Linked DNA regions of Cricetulus griseus: region 1 is linked to region 2. Evidence: chromatin contacts called from public Hi-C data. All regions are on one chromosome and are shown on one strand. Each heading gives the region's core, a stretch centred on a gene start, on an enhancer-like site or on the middle of the called end of the contact. The rest is flanking DNA. Distances are from core to core; before and after follow the strand shown. Region 1 holds the start of Ust (uronyl 2-sulfotransferase). Region 2 has its middle 110 kb from the start of Ust.

The links. Hi-C and Micro-C count contacts between places; a contact is called where the count stands out from the background.
Region 1: a contact with region 2 is called in a Hi-C map of fibroblasts, with 4 times the contacts expected there. The contact joins the promoter of Ust here to the enhancer-like site in region 2. A contact is called at or near these places in 2 of 8 Hi-C or Micro-C datasets (the CHO-K1 cell line and fibroblasts).

The regions. Positions count from the first base shown.
Region 1 is chr2:279,678,863-279,682,293 of CriGri-PICRH-1.0, forward strand. It overlaps Ust (uronyl 2-sulfotransferase), which reads left to right and starts at 1,417. Exons shown (of 8, transcript XM_027402046.2): 1 at 1,417-2,139. The coding sequence starts at 1,890.
Region 2 is chr2:279,571,318-279,575,014 of CriGri-PICRH-1.0, forward strand. No RefSeq gene overlaps it. Among named protein-coding and RNA genes, the nearest start is that of Ust, 110 kb to the right of the region's middle. Within about 2 kb of position 1,279, at least 2 of the 6 cell types and tissues checked have open chromatin away from gene starts, as enhancers often do. A contact at or near this core is called in the CHO-K1 cell line and fibroblasts, where this site is marked.

The DNA.
Region 1 (3,431 bases), core at 167-2,666, 110 kb after region 2:
TAAAGGTTTTCAGGAGGACAGTTCCGGAGTTATGAGATTCTCACCCCACTCCACCCCCAGATTACTGGAATATTTAGCAGGAGTTGGGGATGAGAGGCATCAGAAACGTGGTCCAAAGAAAATGGCCATTTTTTTTTTTAATCGCAAGCAAACCAAGGTGCCCTGTGCCACCTTGCAGTGGTTCATATATCTGGCTTGTTCAGAGTCCCACCAGTTTTATGCCACTGTAAGTCAGTTTTGTTGACAACTTGACACAGCTTGGAAAAGGAAACCATCATTGAGGAATTACCACCAAAAGATTGGCCTGTGGAGATGTCTGGGGAACATTGTCTTGATGGCTAGGAGGGCCAGCCTACTGCAGGCTGAACCATCCCTAAGCAGGTGGCCCTAGGAGAGGTAGTTGACTGTTCTTCTTTGTTTCTGCTTCAGTTCCTGCATCTAGGTTTCTCCTGCCTCGGTTTCCCTCCAGAATGGACTGTAATTGGTAAACCAAACAAATCCTTTACTCTCCACCTTATTTTGGGTCATGGTATTTATCACTGCAATAGAAAAGCAAACTAGGACACTGGGAACATAATATAGCTCTCAGGCCATATCACTTCTGTATCTGGCGATGAAAACAAAACAAAAACAATTACGAGGTGTGCCTGACAGAGCAGCTCTGTCAACTATCAGAAGCTCCATCAGACGGTCGGCGTCAGAGAACTCCGCTGGCTCTTCTGTTCTGGAAACTTCCCAGCGGTGGGTGGGAGGAGAGACAGGAGTGAAACAGGTACCTGAGGGGACAGAGCGCCCCCTTTCATATGTACTAGAAGGACTTCCTCGAGTTGGCCGTGTACCCTTGTTCTCAGTGAAGTGCTAGGTAGGACCAGGGAGGGAAAAAAAAAAAAAAAAAAAAAGCATCCTCCTATTCTCAGCCAGGGCGTGCAGGCGCTGCGCCTAGCCCTGCCGGGCACGTTTAATCATAACTCCTACCGCTTGCCTTTTACCATTCCAGCTAGGTCTTGAACTTATATCCCAATACCCTTTATCAGCTTTTGGTAGATGGGTCGCTTGGGATGTCGAAAGAGAACCAAAGTTTCCAAAGTGAGAAGACAAATGTAATCAAATATATTCAAATCCTCCAGCATACAACTGTTTAGGAGAGGATAGTCAGCGGGCCCCAAGAGGTCGCTGGTGGCGCAGGAACGAGACCAGATTGTAGAGAATGGAGGAAGAAAAAAAAAAATCACACACACCCAGAAACTTTCTTCCTTGTTGCTGATCTGGGCCCCCTCCTTCCTCCCTACCCGCCCCGGCAGAAGCCGTAATGTGACACCAGGCAGAGCGAGGAGTCCTGGAGTGGAGAAGGAGAAGAGCGCCGGGGAGGGAGGAGAGCAGGCCGCCTTGCGCCGGAGAGAAAGGGGAGGAGAGGAGAGGAGGGAAGCCCCTGTCAAGGAGGTGGAGCGAGAGGGTGGTGTCCGCCTCCCGATCCTCCCTGCCTTGAGCTAGCCGAGCCTGAGTCGGGACCAAACACGCCGCCCAAGACCCACACAAAGCCCGGGGGGGGTCCACGCTGGCGCTCGTGGCGAGCCGTGAGCGATCCCGGGGCACAGCGGGATCTGGGGAGCGGGGCTGCTAGCGGGACGCGCGATCGAGCGCGGGCTGCGATCGCCACCCCCACGCCGGGGCCCGGGACACCTCGGGCCCTACGGGGCTGCAGCAGGCAGCGGGGAACAAGATGAGGAGAGTGCCCTGAGCCCGGCAACTTCGGCCCGTCCCCGCCCCCACCCGGCTGCCCTCGGCGCGTCCCTCTCCATGTGCAGCGGGCCGGCCAGGCGCTCCGGCTGGCGGCGGATGGGTGACCTCTTCCTGGCCCGGGCGGGCTGTGCGAGGCGGCGGAGCCGGCGATGAAGAAGAAGCAGCAGCAGCATCCCAGCAGCGGCGAGGATCCCTGGCCCCATGGGGCCCCTGTGGGGGGCGCCCCTCCTTGTCTGGGTGGCTGCAAGCGCCGGATCCCGCTGCTGCCTTTCCTACGCTTCTCCCTCCGGGACTACGGTTTCTGTATGGCCACCCTGCTGGTCTTCTGCCTAGGCTCCCTCTTCTACCAGCTCAGCGGGGGACCCCCTCGCTTCCTGCTCGACCTGCGACAGTATTTGGGTAAGGAAGAGCAGCGTTGACCCGACAAAGTTGGGCACCCGGGGAAAGAGTGATAAGCGGAGAACATCTAAAGCTGTCACAGCCTCCACAGTCCCCGAGGCTCCCTAGGTGCGATGCCAGTGAGCATCCCTCCTAGTGGCAGCTGGGAGCGCCTGCTTCCTTCTGCGCGCCCGGCTGCCCGCAGCTGCACGGGGCTCTGAGGCCGGGATACCTGTTCCCCCTCACCACTCCAACTGGGGCAATGTATGCTTGTGAGTGTGTGTGTATACTCTGGCCCGGCGATGCGGGGACAGTACTCTCTGCGGTTATGGTTAATGACTTCCAATCCAGTACGGTCTGGCTTTCTGGGTTGTGGAGGGTGGGTTTAGCCCCGCTCTCCAGTCACATGTAGAAATTCTATCTAGTGGGTCCCCTTTTGTGGGTTGGCCCAGTTGCTCCACTCTGTCCCTGGGCTGGCTTGTCCATTGGCAGCACCTGCAGACCTTGCGGACTGAGAGAGCGGGAGGAATTAGGGCTGTCAGAAAGGTGTCAGTCAGCAGCTTAGCCTCTGGTGACCTGTCGAACTTCCGCCCTGTGTGTGTCTTAAGCCAGAACTTTTTTTCCTTTTGGTTTGTGGCTAAGGAAGAGGTTGGAACCAAGAAAACAGAGATTTCAGTGAGGTGTGACCTCGCTGCTGTCTCATCCGGGCTTCTAATTGCCAGAGCTTGGCCAGCACTCACTGAGGTCCCAGGGATGATGCTGGCTCTGGTGCCTTGGCCAAGCGAGGATGAAAATTCCTTGACTTCTGTAGCCAGAAGAGGTCGCGTGGAGGTTGCCTCTGAGGTGGTAAAACATAAGCGGAGGAACCGCAAACAGTGGTCATCTGCAGGCCCAGAGTCGGTTCAGGTGGAGACTCTGTCAAAGTGCTGGAAACAGAATGGGCTAAATGACGTGCCAAACCGGAGACTTCTACATGTACCTCCAAGGTCCTTTTCTCACCGAAGCAACAGGTCTAGACAGTAGACCATTTGGAAGGAAATACAAGAAAACCTCAAAACCACACCAACAAACGCCTTAGGCAGTCTGGGAGTGGTATAAACTGATAAACTAGTACTCGGATTTTTTAAAAGCTAAAAATCTCATTTCAGTAGAAATGTTGGGGGCACTGTGATTTTTGCAAGAGCCTCAATGGAAGACTAAAGAAAAATATTGCCTGGGTCAGATTTCCGAATTCTTAGCATCTGGCTTTATGGTTTTGAGTTAATAAACCCTTTTTATTGGTCAGTGTAACCTTCATTCTTTGTAATTCTGCA
Region 2 (3,697 bases), core at 29-2,528:
AAACAACTTTTATAAAAAGATAAGAATAATGGTTTTCCATGCCAAATTCCATGCTAATATTCATCTACAAATTTCCTCACCTATTTGACATTTTCAAAAACAACATGCCATAACTAGTACTTATTTAAAATGTAAACTTTGAAGTTGGAAATGAAGATGATAGGGACCTTTCAAAAGAATACAGGGACAACTTAAATTTTAAAGGACAGAGAGCAAGCACAAGAGAATTGACAACGTCATAGCAAGCAGAACTCATTAGACTCCCTCTATCTGGAACTGTCCCCTGCCTATGCCTTTGCAGTTTCATACATTATCACAAACAGCGTGCTGCCTTATAGTACCTTATAGTTTATCCATGCTTTTCTGAAAATCCTATGAAGCTTTAAACAAGTGGTTCTCAACCTCCCTGATGCTGTGACCCTTTAATACACTTCCTCATATTGTGCCGACCTCCAACCATAAATTTATTTTCATTGCTGCTTCATGACTGTAAATTTGCTACTCTTATGGATCATAATGGAAATTTATCTGTATTTTTTTTTTCTGATGGTCTTAGGTGATACCCATGAAAAGGTTGTTCTACATCAAAAGGGGTCGAGACCCGTAGGTTGAGAACCACTGCTTTAAATGATTTAATTTCATTATGGCAGCTGAAACAAGTAAACATAATGGCCATTCTAGATGCTTTGGTACTGTATATAATGTTCATGGCAGTTAAGAGTTGAGTGTTAGTACTAGGTGAATTGGCTTGAGTTCAGATACTGCCTAAGCCTCAACTCTCCCACTGAGAAAGCCACGATTTCTGTTTCGAAGGATTATTGGAGGATTGATCCAGTTTGTAATGACACCAGAGTGGTGCCTGGCACGCAGTGAGTTCTCATTAAGTAGCTGTGATACTGGGCAAGAAGAAGGAGGTGGTGTCTTAGGGGGATCCAGAACATTTGTGATTCACCTCTTGAATCTCTCTCTTTCTCTTCCTCTTTCTCTGAATGTATGAGTGTGTGTGTGTGTGTGTGTGTGTGTGTGTGTGTGTGTGTGTGTGTGTGTTGTGTGCAAGAGACAGCGAGAGAGAGGGAGAGAGAGACAGAGAGAGAGAGAGAGAGAGAGAGAGAGAGAGAGAGAGAGAGAGAGAGCTCTTTCCACAAGTAAATCCTCAAAACCTTATTCTAACACACATTGAACAGTAGGGAGCCATCAAAGAGCAGGAGCTTTTGCCTCTCCCTGACTTTCCCTCCCACCCTTTCTTGGTTGTGTCCCTGAGTCACCTCTGTGGAATTCCAAGGCACCCCATCGCAGTTAGATCACCCACAGGACTTGAAGTTCTCTGAACTATTTTGCTTCAGCTCTAACACTTCCTGGCAATGAGAACTGGCATCTGGCCATGAAATAGAAGTTGTGTTCCCTATGTTTGGCTTCTTCCTGACTTAGCAAATTGTTCCTACTATGGACTTCATGTCACCAGCTAAGCTCCCCCCAACTCACCTCTGCCAGCAAACCCTCACCCCAACCCCAGTTCCAGCACTGAGGTCAAATACAGAGGCAGGACAGGACGTGGAAGTGATTCCTTGTCCCATGACCTCTTACTCCCTCTAGGACTCTGGATTTATCTCAACACTGGATTTATCTCAACAGCCAGACACAGTGATTTTGGCAAATGAGGCTCTCAGCCAATCACATGACATAGCTGTAGAACCCTACATTTTCTAGAACAGCAGTGAGCTGCTTGATAGTCTACCATTTCCATCCTGTGGAAAGTTTATCACTCAGATTTCCCTTCTTCAGCCCTCCTTGTTACCAGTATAAACTGCACACAGAATTCCAGGCAGCTCTGACTGGGCAGGAGCTCCTACATTGCTGCAAACCCTCAGGCACTTTCACTACTGAAATTAAGTTTGGCACCTTTGCATGGATCTCTAGGCTCATCTCTTCTTTCTCACATTCTGGTCCTTGCTACCAAGTCATATTTGCAACTGTAATCCATGCAGCTTCAGGAGAGATTTCTGCTCTCTTGGCCTTTACACATGAACTGTTCCTGTAACCTTTCTCCCACAGAGGACCATGGCTCCTCCCTTCTTCAGCTGCCTCTTCACAGAGACCTTCTTTGGCTACCTCAGCTAAAAGAACATTCCCAGTCTCATTCTAAAGCTGTACCTAGATTCCATGCATAGGTCTGAAACTCTCTGTTACATAGAGTACTTGTTGACTATTTCCAAACTTTGACATATCCCTTTGTAGGAATGTAAATGTGAAGTGTGACAGTTTGTATGTAACTGGCCCCCATAAGCTCATAGGGTGTGGCCTTTTTGCAGTAGGTATGGCCTTGTTAGAGGAAGTGTGTCACTGTGAGGGCAGGCTTTGAGGTCTCCTATGCTCAAGCTACACCTTTCAGTTCACTTCCTGTTTCCTGCTAATGAAGATGTTCAATTCTCATCTCCTCCTCCAGCACCATGTCTGCCTGCATGCCACCATGTTGTACCATGATGATAATGGACTGAACCTTTGAACCTGTAAGTCGCCCCAATTAAATGATTTCCTTTATAAGAGCTGCCATGGTCATGGTGTCTCCTTACAGCAATGGAAACCCTGACTAAGAAATGAAGAGAGAAGAAACACGGCCATGTTCACTGCTATATCCTCAGATTCTAGAATAGAATTTGGCCTGTGGCTGTGCAATGGGTCCATGTTGACTGAGTGACTAGGTGACATCAGTTATTACTCTTGCTTCTGCCCTGTGGTTTACAAACTCATAAATTTGCAGCACCACACAGTAAACATAGATGAATCTGTAGGACTGGTAGAAGATGTTGACTCTCAGTTGCTTGTTCCCTGATGAAATTCTACTCATGATAAATTTATTGTATTTGGTCTGCCAACTAAAGATTATGTCACCAAGTTATCAGTGTCATTTAAAACATACTTTTCTAGCCAGGTGTTGGTGGTACACACCTTTAATCCTGGTACTCAGGAGGCAGAGGCAGGTGAATCTCTGTGAGTTCAAGGCCAGCCTACTTTATAGAGTGAGCTCCAGGACAGCCAAGGCTACAAAGAGAAACCCTATCTCAAAAAAAAAAGCAAACAAACAAGAACCAAAACATACTTTATAAATAATGAATACCTCTTCTGCTTATAGGATAAAGTCCAGTAATCTCAACAATAACCTGTTGTAACGTATATTCTATGCAATATATAGTGTAACCTGTTACTTCCCAAAACGTGCTTTGATAGGATATAAATTTTAAGTGGGATATAAGTTGATGATTTAAAAATCATTTTGTTACTTTTAAAAAGATTTTTTGTTTTTAAATTACACGTATGTACATAGCCCTGTGGTATGTGCACTCAAGTGCAAGTAACAGAAGCATAGGTCTCCAGGAAGCTGGAGTGATTGTGAGTTACCAGATATGGGTGCTCAGAATGAAACCCAGGTCCACAGCAAAGGCACTATGCACTCTTAACTGCTGTGCCATATTCTAGCCCTAAAATCCATTTTTAATAACTACTTCAAAGTAAAAGATATAATTGACACAGAAACAAATTATTACATAATTATTTTTTAGTTAAGATGGACCAAAAAATATAGAGGTAAAGAAAAAATGGGTACAATGGAGTGATAGTCCAAAAATTCTGTGAAAATGACTGACATATGGGGAGCTCTCAGTCACTGCTACTGCTGACCCTCTCTAAGAGTGGACTCCCA